2 separate regions of the Rattus norvegicus genome follow, and region 2 is linked to region 1. Evidence: chromatin contacts called from public Hi-C data. All regions are on one chromosome and are shown on one strand. Each heading gives the region's core, a stretch centred on a gene start, on an enhancer-like site or on the middle of the called end of the contact. The rest is flanking DNA. Distances are from core to core; before and after follow the strand shown. Region 1 overlaps Ctnnd2 (catenin delta 2). Region 2 overlaps Ctnnd2 (catenin delta 2).

Evidence for each region. Hi-C and Micro-C count contacts between places; a contact is called where the count stands out from the background.
Region 2: a contact with region 1 is called in a Hi-C map of liver, with 4 times the contacts expected there. The contact joins two enhancer-like sites.

The regions. Positions count from the first base shown.
Region 1 is chr2:83,022,327-83,028,722 of GRCr8, reverse strand. All of the region lies in intron 1 of Ctnnd2 (catenin delta 2), which reads right to left. Among named protein-coding and RNA genes, the nearest start is that of Ctnnd2, 150 kb to the right of the region's middle. Within about 2 kb of position 3,977, at least 3 of the 93 cell types and tissues checked have an H3K27ac peak or open chromatin away from gene starts, as enhancers often do. A contact at or near this core is called in liver, where this site is marked.
Region 2 is chr2:83,433,930-83,440,325 of GRCr8, reverse strand. The region is part of intron 9 of Ctnnd2 (catenin delta 2); the gene reads right to left. Among named protein-coding and RNA genes, the nearest start is that of Rnu1-80, 420 kb to the left of the region's middle. Within about 2 kb of position 2,670, at least 1 of the 93 cell types and tissues checked has an H3K27ac peak or open chromatin away from gene starts, as enhancers often do. A contact at or near this core is called in liver, where this site is marked.

The sequences.
Region 1 (6,396 bases), core at 2,728-5,227:
ACACACACACACACACACACACACACACACACGCACATGAACAAAGAACAAGAGAGAGAGAAATAAACAGATATATCATAAACATTATATATACAAAAATAATAAACACAACGTCCTAAGTCCATCTAGTGTTGCTCATGTGTATGTGTTTTCAGGGATGACCGCTTGGTATTGGATAACCAGTCAAGGTTTTATTCAACTCCATTAGAAACACTGTCTGGGATCGCAAATAAGCATTGCCTAGGGAACACCCAGGGGTTTCAGGCTGTTTGTTATTCCACCATTCTGAGCCTATACTGACTGTCACACCAATCCAGAAGTCCTGATGAGGCACACTTACAAAATTTCCTCAGTGGAAAAGGCATGGGAATATAAATTTCTTTTGAAGACAAATTTTGTTCTTCTTTTTACTTTATTCTCTGTTCCTTTAGGCTTGGAAAACAGTGACTGCAATTTGTGACAGACAAAGGAACTGAATGTGATCAGGTTTAATTACCATACCACTGGGAAATACACTTACATGCCCCACGGTAATTGGCAGAACAGAGAATTATATCTGTTCAAAGATGATCAGTTTCAAAGGTGTTCTCATTGTTATATTTTGAAAGCTATGAAGTTCTTGACTAGGAATTAGAAATTATTAAGAAATCAATTCTAAGATTTAAAATAATCACTATTAAATATCACTTAAGCTATCTCACATATTAGATATAATCAATAATTACCTGTAGATGAATGATAAACACATGTAGTGTATTACATTAAATATAAATGATACATTTAGAGAGATGATAATGTTTCTAAATAAAACAAGGATACACTTCCAAAATTGTTATGAGACAAAATTCAGGCCACATAGGTATTCACCTCATCATAACTGGCAGTTAAACCAGAACTCTTTTAATACATATTTGAACTCCTTTAATATATACTTTTAAATAATCAAAGTTAAACACAAAAGCCATATATCATGCATCTTGCTGGTGAGTTTGCAGCTAACCAACATGGTTCACTCCAACACTCATAACTTTTGAAGTCAAGCCAGCCTTTATGCATCAACATCATTACACCCAAATTCATGAAAACATCCATAAAAAGAATGTAAATTATTTAGGGAAGATTTCCAAGTGTACACCACAAACCTGTGATAACAGCATGAAACTATTTCTGAGGTGCAAAAAACTAAACATTTATCATTTAACAGTAGACACAGTGCCATTCATCCTGTGACTCTCATCCTGTGGGTGCCTTTGCTAGTGAGATGTGTTTCTCTCCTTGTTCTTGCAGTTTTCTTCAGATAAGGAATTTGAATTGGGGCCACTTGTTTTTATTCTGTCCCACATATATATGTATCATTTTAGAATAGATGCCTAGGAAATTTATTTGGTATGAGAACATGAACATGTTTGGCAGAGATAAATAATGTCATCGTCCCCTTAGAATTTGTCTAGCAAAGGTCCATCTGCATCAGAAAACTAAATGGCAATTTTCATGCACTTTGGCAAATATTGACGAGTCATCTTTGATGTTTCTGACAATGTGATAATTAAAATCTTTTTTCCAGCAGTGTATAATGAGTGATTCTACCTTTGGGAAATCTCCCTCTGCCCTAGGGTTTCCATTGTCTACTTCCTTATTTCTCCTCCTTTGTATTCTTTTGCATTCCTCAGGGGATTGCAATATTGAATAAAATGTCAAGTATTGTGACATGTAGTTACCATAAATTTATTCTATTACAAGTGTTTTAAAATGTTTAAATAAACTTAAAGCAAAGAAGTACAATACTTAGAAAAATGCTGTATTACTGCTAAGGCGAAACAATTGCTTTGTAGGTGGAAAACATTATCTTTCTTTATGAAACAAAACCGTCAAATTGTTTTTCTTGAGGTGTGAGGTCCAGTAGTTTTAATTAGTTAGCTACTTTTTTTCCTACCTCTATCTTGTTGATAAACTTTCCACATCTCTAAAGAGATGACAGGTAAATAAGGTTTTAATCTGTAACAGCATTACTTCTAAAAGAGTGAAAGAACAGGTTTGCATTCTTTCCAGTGCAAAACCCTCATTAGCCTGCATGTGCTATCAAGACACAGAAATTTCTTGAGATCAAAATTTGTTTATTATATAATTGTTCAAGGATCTGAAGGAAATCAGATGTCAAAATTAACAGATACATTTTAACTCCCTGTTTATCTATGAATTTAAAATTCTCCATTACATAAACACCTTAGACTGTTTGCATGAATCTTTGAGTTCAATTTTCAGTACTGGCTAAACCAGTTGAGCTTGTGCACACCTATAATTTCAGTACTTGGGAGGTGGAGGCAGGAGGATTGGGGGTTCGATTTCATATTCAGCTATAGCAAGTTCAAGGCCAGTCTGGCATGCCTATGACTCCATATATATTTTTTAGAAACCTAAAAATAAAAATATACATTGTTGATATTACAGATTTTGGCTAAAAATGTACAAAACATTTAACAATACATCCTTTCTGTTTGTCTCTAGAAGGGTCCCATATCAATGAATTTTTGTGTTTCTTAGAAGAGAGCAATTGAAAATGAGCATTTGTGTCAACATTAGCCTTAGCTCTTATCCTAAAGAATATTATGTGCCCATAGATGGGTCTACAAATGAGGTAAAAGAAATGACTACATGCTCAAAGTTTTTATATTTCATCATTTTTAGAAAGTTTGTGTGTATGAGTGAATTTCCTACACCTATATTTGTGCATCACGTGCACACCTGGCAGAAGAGGGCATCAGATCTGAAACTGGGATTCCGGGTGGCTAGTAACACTAAGCCTCGAACTCTGGTCCTTTGGAATAACAGCTGATGCACTTAACCACTGAGCCTTCTCTCCAGCTTCAATGATCAAGGTTTTAAGTTAAACAAACGCTTTTCTGGAAACCAGTAAGAGTACTTAGTGAGCACCAGGTTGAGCTCTTCAAAAACACTAACTCACTAACAAGCAAGCTGAGGCTTTTCTGTTATCACCCCCTTACCCCCACCAGACCCTTTCCAGAGGGCAAAACTGGGAACTGGAGAGGTGACACCTGCAGTAAGTGGAGGGAAGAGTTCTGTTGTCCAAACCCTGTCGTTCCCTGTCTCTAGATTGTGCACTAACTCCTTTACTGTGATACCCTTTACTGTTGAGCACCAATGACAAAGACAGCTCATTACTCAGGAGCAATCCAGGTCCAGAATGGGCCAGGGCTGCTGGATGCAAAAGGTAAGTTCCTTCTCTTAGAGAAAATGTGCACACACCGACCACACATAACCTTCAGATACTCGTTTGGAAGTGAGAAACCTAACCAGCGGGGGAGTTCTTCAGCGATCTTAGTATTTAGGTGTTTGAGTGTCTACCATGGCAACAAGAAATTATGTTTTAAAACACTCTTAATGAGCTCCAGCATATCCTCCTTGCTCTGTAAAGCTCTGGGCACCTGTGGTCACCTGTCTGTTTCAAGGAAGCCTGAGACCCCTTCACGTAAATGGCTAAGGAGCATGTTACCAGAAGCTAGCTATGCTGCCTCCAAATTCACTCATTTAGCTTTAATTCATAATTTTTCAATTAAATACTTGTAAATCACGGGATATAATACTCTATCAAGAAGAGAGTTTTATTATTTTGTCGTTAAATGCCTGCTTTGGTAAAATCCCTTTAAGATAAACTATTAAAGCACTGTGGAATTAATTACAGAGGAGCCGATGTTAAAGGCAACCGACACATTACAAAAACGGAAAGACTCTTCTGTCAGCAGGCCCCATGTTTGCTTTAGATTCCTTGCTCTCTTTAAAGAAACAGAAACTTCAAACCTGGGCGATAATGCTCATCGGTGTGCACAGGAACGGACTCCTATTCTAGAACGTAATCTGGTTGTCACAAGGTTGGTGAGCCGAAAGGAATACAGCAGGGAGTTTATGATTCCCTAACTGGAGTAACTCATCTTAGCACACTGGTCTCTATAGCTTCACTAGGAGAGGCATTGGTCTGTCTGTCTGTCTGTCTGTCTGTCTGTCTTCCAACTAGTGTGACAGTAACATCTCTGCAATGAGTGACAAACAGAACAAGTAACGGGTAGCTTCACTCTGTTCAAACCCATTCTGTCTGCTTTGTGAATTTTCTAGTTGATTTTTTTCATAATCTGAGCGTGTATTTTTTTTTTTGCTAGAACCATTTACTTACTGGATCGACTAGTCATTTATTAACTTAATTAACAAACAAGTGGCTACTGACATTTGCTGACGTCAGTTATTCCTCCAGAGAAAATAGAGCCTAGTTTTGAAAGGCTCTCTTGTGTCACTGGAGCCCTGCTTCAGCCCCCTCGGGAGGGTGTGTTGTGCATGCCATCCACAAGAGGCGACACAGACAGGCTTAGTTTATGGAGTGGTAATTACTCTCAAAACGATGCTAAATTTAAATTGTACAAGTGACTGAATTTCAATTTCGAATAACCAATCTACACATCATCTTATTGGCAAATCATTATCTAATTTCTACGCACCACACATATAATTTGCACAATTGAGAAAAGATGTCTCTCATTTAGCTATTTGAGAAACGTGAAGCAGCTCTCTGAACTCTAAGCACAATTTTAATGTCCCAGTGACACAGCAAGAGGTTGAATAAAGTGGGAAGATGAAGACCAATTACAAATTTATTTGCAAGTTTTATTTTCAAGACATCAAACTCATGGTGAAGTCATTATTTAACTACATGAATACCTAGAGAAGATGAGTAACATAATATTGAATTTTATATATCTAAATTTACATCAGCATACACAAGCCCACCACTGAAGCCAAGTTGCCAGCCTTCCATTTTAGTCCAGCTTCCTCTGATCACATTTGAATCTGTCCTGCTTCTGTGAAAGCTCACAAGATAGTCATACACCTTCAAAAGGACTTACGGACAGTTATTTCCACAGACTAATTTACACTGGATAAAATGTGACATTGGTCAGCAAGAAAGCCATCAGTTTAACATTAAAATGGACTCCATTAGTAAAAATAAAGAGAAAGAAACTACATTCTGCGGTCATTAGAAAACTAGAGAATAAAAGCACATGAACTGAGGTGGACGGAATCGGTCCCAAAGACAAGTTACCTGCATATACACATGACTTCATTGATTAGGTTTTCTTTGTCAGACAGGACCTTGTTATAGAGTCCATGGCTGACCTTAATTAGTGGTCAGTTGGCCATTTGCAAGCATCATGGGAACCAGTCCTAGTCGCTGCCTGTGTGCATGATTCCTAACACATTTGGATCATCTCGGATCAGAAGAAATGTGGTATTAAATGTGAAAAGTATTTACTGGTTTGATGAGGTGAAATTCCAATTTTCCCCTGTCAATTCTCCAGCCCCCTAAAATAATGGCAGTCATTCTATACATCTCTTCTTGGCGCAGAGCGAGGAGTTCAGAAGCACATGAGTGGTCCTTGAAGAGCCCTAGGGAGAGGAAGGACTCATTGTGGAGACAATGTAAGTAGGAGCGTAATGAGGCATAAAAGAATTAAGTAATATTTTCAAGGTCATTCCCAGAGTCTTTAATGGAGTAGAGAACAAAACCATTAAGTTTTGGCTGTTAGATATGAACTGTAGTGTCCAGGGGCTGCTTCTAATCTTATACTCTTGTAAAGGTACCAAAATAAAGCACTTGGCATCAGGAAAGCTACACACACACACACACACACACACACACACACACACACACACACACACACAGATAGATAGATAGATGGATAATACAGAGATAGATGATAGATAGATAGATAGATAGATAGATAGATAGATAGATAGATAGATGATAGGTAGGTAGGTAGATAGATAGATAGATAGATAGATAGATAGATAGATAGATAGATAGATAGATAGATAGAGGTAGACATACACATAGATATAGATATCTCAAACACTTGCTTATCTAGTATGCTAGATGACCCAAAAGGCAGTATTTTAAAACTCAATGAGAGACAGCTTAGACAGTAACTGCAGTCCTCACAGGGAGGCCAGCGACAAGGAATGCAAGCAAGCACATTTCCAGTCTGGTTGCTTTTACTCGCACTTTGCAGTGGCTTTGTGCATTTATATAACTGTCTAATTTCAAGATGAGAAAACTCTCTAACTTGTGTAAACCAACTCCGCTTTTGAGGCGTGGCTCATGCATGAACACAGGGGAGGGGGAGCTACTTCTTCCTCTCCTTTGCTTCACTCTGGCTCACGGAAGGGTTTGAACCAAACCGCAGTTTGCCAGAAAAAAATAATTCCTGAACTGAATCGCACACGTCCTTAATGTAGGCAATGGTTATCTTTCTTCTCACCTCCAGTAACAGTGTAGGAAAACAGAGAGGGAAATGGGAGAAGCCAGTCACTCTTAGTCAATACATTCTCCAC
Region 2 (6,396 bases), core at 1,421-3,920, 410 kb before region 1:
CCATGCTTTGAAAATGTTTCTACTGGAACCCACGTTACATCCTGATTGAAAAGGTAGGGTCCAGTAGAAAAACACTAAGTCATGGGGACAGTCCTCATGGTTGGATCAAAGCCATTCATGTGTATGTGAGCTCTCACTTTCATAAGACTGGATTAGTGAGCATGAGAGCGGATTGTTGAGAAGCAAAGTGGACCTTCACTTTTGCATTCTCCAACATGCCCTCTTGCCTTCATCCTAAGTAGCAGGAGTTGTGCAGAAGGCCCTTGTCAATCTAGGCTCTTTGATTTCCTAGACTCCTAAATCAATAGCCAAAAGGAACCTGTAGCTACTCGAATACTGAATATTCAGTAAAATTTTAACTTTTGTTCTCCTCAGCAATTGTTGTCTCCAGGCTTACTGCCCCGTCTGCTAAACTAGGCCTGGTCCTGGAGGCGTCTAGCCTCTGTAAATCTACTCTAGACCTAGAAAGTATTCAGCCTCTTAGACTTGCTGCTCAATAAACTCACCCCTTCCTAGTTCTTTCTGAACTCCACTGGCTCAAACTGTTCTACAGGCTGACTGATTCAACCTGGCTTCCCTCAGCTTCTCCTGAATTGCTCTGCTTGGCCTTAAACTGACTCTAGGAATCTGTTCGAATCTCCTGGCTCCTTCTCATTCGCTGGCTCATTCTGTGTCTAGCTCGCTCTCTCGTTAACCTGTCTCTGCACAGCTGTCCCAGTAAAACTGCCTCCTGCCTCCCTCTCCCTTCTCATGATAGTTGGGCATTCCCAATCTCATCGAATCTTTTTCTATTTATCACTTTGTCTGCATCTCAATTAGACATCATTTTCAAATATAGGTGCTTTCTTCTACAAACTAACTTTACCTCATTGTTTGGGATTAAAGGTGTGGACTAAGGGCGTATCTGTATGCCAGCCAGATGGACTGTGCTAAGGGCTGAGCGACACCACAACAAGAAACACACACACACACACACACACACACACACACACACACACACACACACACACACACACACACATTCTCTCTCTCTCTCTCTCTCTCTCTCTCTCTCTCTCTCTCTCTCTCTCTCTCTTTCTCCCCCAAATAATACAATCTCAGCGTTGACAGTGTGGTCAAATATTCTGCAACAATATCCCCCAAAGGCTTAGTTTTCACGTGCTAGATCCAATCACAGAGAGGTGACTGTATCACTTGGGGTTTCCCTTCTCTATTCATTACTTCATAGATTCATAAAAATGTGCAAAAACTTCTAAGGTGAGGGGGTTTCTTGGCCAAGGATACAATGGGAGTTACCATCTCATGTCCCTGCTTTCCTCTCTATGATAGACTGTATACTTAAACTGTAAACAAAACTAAATTCTTTGTCCCAAAACTTGCTTCATCAGTTACTTCCTCACAGCAATGAGAAAAGTAACTAGGACACGCCCCATGCCCGATAAAGGCTTATTGGCTGATTGTCAGCCAACCTGCAGAGCAGCAAGACTCTGAGATCTCAGTCATTATCATTGTCCTCAGTTTACTCCAGTAGTTATTCAAACAGATGCAATGATGTTCACACTGAATCTCTTTCTGTCATGTCACCCAGCTACATGCCTGACAGAAAGTGGATGTTAAATATTTACTACTGGACAAGGTGCCCTCCATAGGTTGACTCCAGGAACCAGAGGATTCTGACATTCTCCCTCCAAGAAGGAAAGATCTGGTTTAGGTGTAGGACAGGGACTAGTGAAGTGTTGCTATGGAAATCACTGCAAGGTTGTTCTGTCATGCTTTGAGCCCCATTCAGGTGAATACGATGATGGCCTTGGTTAAGGACAGGCCTGTCCTGCCAACTGGGCACTGCATTCTGCTGCACACATGATAGAGAAATGGCTGCTGGGTCTCTAGTTGCTAGGCAATTAAAACTAACAAAGATCACCCAGGCACGTTGATTTGCATATCTTTTTTGAATCAATTAATTGTGATTAAAATTAGGCTTTCATATGCAAATTTCCTTGCAATTAATATTTACAGAGCAATGAACCATGAGTAGATTTAACACTATTACTACTTTAATTGTTCTTATCAGCTTTAATTCAATCATTAAATGACATGTCTACTATTATTTGGTCCCCTTAATGATAAATTTTTGCTGAGAACTTCTACTCCAAACTCAAAAGAACCAAGGTCACATTTGTCTAAATCTAGTATTCTCTCTTCCTCTGATTTGTTGAGATAAAAATCGGATAAATTAAGAGCTTGAAGCTATCCTAACAAGCTTGGGGAGTGAGGGGGTCATGGTGTAATAGCTGGTCTTTCAGTTCCTAGAAAATGTTTTGTTAATTTTAGTGTTATTTATTTTACCATGTTTGTTTGAGAAACTCCAAAGAACTTTTACCTAGACTGTCTAATCATTAACCAAGTCTAAAAAAAAAATAAAAAAGAAAGAAAAGAATCCAGATTTTAGTTAGATAAAATGTCTGGTAACACAACTGAAATCTCTTGCCCATGCTCAGTGTTGTGGGAAATGTTTAGAACTCTCTATGCTATAAACATCATTAAACTGAGACTGATGTTGAATTTTTTATCACTATAAGGCCAATTTAAACAAATGCAGGTTAGACTGTTCAGAAATTTCTAAGAAATAGGAAAGATGCAAATCACACTTACCTAATTCAGTACTGAGGATATTTCTACAGCATTTGGGAATCCAATCTCCAGTTACACAGTAACAGGGCTACAACACTGAAGGAAGCTGCTCTGAGGAGACACATGACCCCTCACAGTGTTGAGAGAAAGTTGACAGAAAATAAGGAATTATAAATAGCAAAGATATGTTTGGGGGATTCTGACAATAAATGAACAAAGAAATAATCCTTGATTTGGATCTCAGACGCAACCTGGTTTTTGAAGTTAATAGAAGCTTCAGAGCTGAGGTGAAATGTTGACCCAGTGGAGGACCACAGTACTCTCTATGGAATAGGAGAAAGAGTCATGGCAAGGACCAGAGAAGAACCCAAGTAATAGCCTGCAACAGTGGGTATGACTCCATTGAGGGCATTGAGCACCATAGAGATAGACCTCCTTCCACCCTCCCTAACCTTCCCCATCTCCCTACAGAACAAAGCTCTTCTGCCTCTTATAAGCTGATCTTTCCCTGATACACACAGGAATACATGGAGTACTTGAGATCAGAAGTCAATATGGTGACCTAGGATATGGCGAGGCAATGGTTATTCTAAAAACCATGAAGGATACAGAACATAAAGCAAGAATTAGAAGCAGCATCGGGGAGAGGAGAGAAACATGGATGGTATAGCATGTAGGTAGAGTAGGAAAGATGAGAGAGAGAGAGAGAGAGAGAGAGAGAGAGAGAGAGAGAGAGAGAGAGAGAAATGCTAAAACTTAGAAGGAAGATCCCTCAGACATAAAAAAAACAAAACTGGAATATGTTAAAAGTTAATAAGATGAGAATTGTCATAAATGAAGAGGATAAATGAGAGCAGTGATTTAACAAGACTGTGTAGCTGCTCTCATCTGCACCAGTGATGGCTTTCTCTTATAATCCAAACAAGTTCAAGCATGTTGCACATACCATTTTTTTAAAAGTAGATTAGAGGTGGGAAGATGGCCCAGTTGTTAAGAACACTGGTTGCTGCTCTTCCAGAGGATGTGGGTTCAATTTTCCTTACCTGCACAGTGGCTCACAGTGTCTGTTAACTACAGGTCTAATGAATCTAATGTCCCCTCCTGGCCTGTACACCAGGCACACATGGTGCACACACATAGACCTACATGGAGGCATAACATCCATGCACATAAAACAAAACAAATGAAAGAAGGTAGACCAAGGAAAAGCCCGGAGATTATGGCTCAGGAGAAAAGTGTACTTGCCTTGGAAGCCTGGAGATCTGTGGTCCAATTCACAATATGTACATAAAATGGCTGTCCATGTGTATATCCCCAGCCTTGGAGTAGAAAGAAACAGATCTCAAGATAGCCTTGGCTGGCTAACCCAGCCAAATCAATGAGCTTCCAGTTAGTAAAAGACACCATCTCCAGGCAACAATGCAGAGAACAAAAGAAGATGTTCGATGTCCGGTTCTGACTTCCTTGTTATATGCAAGTGTGTGTGTGTGTGTGTGTGTGTGTGTGTGTGTGTGTGTGTGTGTGTGATGTGCCAGTCCAAATCAGATTAATTCAATAGGTAATTATATCAGTCTCACTTTAAAGATTACAAAAAGGACTTAAATTCTAGAGGTTGGGTCTTATACCCAGGTGACCTACTTCCAACACCACTGCTCATAATTCTGTACTAGAATAGCATCAGGTAGCCACGAACGATTTAGATATTTCCTGTTCTCAATAAATACTAAGCATAATAGAAGAATTTCAAGTTGAATCAACTGGCTTATTAAATGGATAAGAATGAGGCCAGCTAAACAAAGTGAAGCAACTGAACCATTCAAGTTGCAAATACGTAAGGCTGACTAAGGATCTCCACATATGGTGAAATGGGAACTGGAGTAAGTTTATAGCAGATACGAAAGTGGAGCAACAATTTCAGAAGATAATCGAAAGTAACCCTTCAATTTGAAGCTGGGCACATCTCTATCTCAGCACTTCTAATGCCTTAGGGAAGTACTTCGAAATTTGCCCAAGAACAAGTGCTTCCTGTCAAACATCCATTTTTTATTACAGTGATAAAACATCATGACCAAAAGCAATTTGAGGAGGAAAGTATTTATCTCATGATAGCTTGTAAGTCTATCACTGAGGGAAGCCACGGCAGGAATGCGGATACAGAAACTGAAGAGGAGGTCACCTAGATTAGACCAGAAAGTCAAGACACTTCATCAAATATTACCTTAGCTGTTTCTGTGAAGGTATTGTTTAGGTGAGATTAGTATTTAAATTAGCAGATGGGCTAATGTAGATTACCCAGGACAGGGGTAAGCCTCATTCAATTAGCTGAAGAAAGATGTTCTGTTTTGAAGACTCACTTCTGTCAGCAGACTGTCATCACACTTGAACCCTCCCATGGATCTCCAGCCTGCAGGTGTGAGCTTGCTTAGATTCTACAAAGCCATGAGTCAACTCTTCAATATAAATAACTCCCAGTCTGTCTGTCTATGTATCTATCTATATCTTAAGTTGGTTGCTTATTCAGAGAATACCAACTAACAGATTTTAGATGATGTATTTAAAAGACACAAAGTGACTGGCAGGCAACTATGTGCCTGATGGCTTATAACTGTGCTTCTTTTTGTCAATCAACACTGAAACAGTCTACCTACAATCTTCCCAGGCTTGCTTAAAGCATCTGTTTCCTGGCATGTAGCTGCAGGGGACAGGTAGAGACAATCCTGAGACTTGCATTCAAGGGAACCTCATTTCCTTTTTCAAGAGAGTGACTCTGCCTCATTTCTAGCACATGGAGATGAGTTGATTTTCTTCAATTATAATTTGAATGACTGGGCCAGTTTTGAAAGCTAGATGTTACATCTCAGTAGAAACTCTACATCAGTCAATTGTTAGGAGAGTTAAAATTCCTATTTTCTAAGATGTTGTTTTTACATTTTATTTTGTAACAGCAAGTAATTTGTATTCTGATGTGTATTGTAATTTATAACTGTATGGTATGAGTATGAGTTAGCAAAAAATATGCTGTCCTAATTTGTAAATCATGTTAGAATCATTCAGTATGACAAATTATTCAGTGTCTTCTCAGGTGTGACTTTACCACAGCCAGTTTTCTTTCTTCCTTTCTTTCTCTCTTTCTTTCTTTCTTTCTTTCTTTCTTTCTTTCTTTCTTTCTTTCTTTCCTTCCTTCCTTCCTTCCTTCTTTCCTTCCTTCCTTTCTTCCTTCTTTCTTTCTAATATTACTTCCACATTTTAAGGTGGTATGATATGACATTTATATGATGCATATATTTAAAGTCCTATAAGATTAGGATTCCAGAAAAAGTAACATTAAATGACATTGATATGTTAAAGTCTTTTGCATACTTAATTATATTGTTATAAAGACAACACCCTTAGTCATCAGGGAAATGCAAATGAAAACATCTTTGAGATTCCACCTCATACCAGTCAGAATGACTAAGACCAAATACTCAGGTGACAGCCGATGCTGGCGAGGATGTGGAGAAAGAAGAACACTCCTCCACTGATGGTGGGAATGCAAGGTGGTACAACCATTCTGGAAATCAGCCTGGAGGGTCATCAGAAAATTGGACATGGTAGTACCTGAGGACCCAGCTATACCATTTCTGGGCATATACCTAAAAGATGCTCCAACATACAACAATTAACTATGTTCATAGCAGCCTTATTTATAATAGCCAGAAGCTATAAAAAAAACCCAGATGCCTGTCCAAAGAGGAATGGATACAGAAAATACATTTACACAAT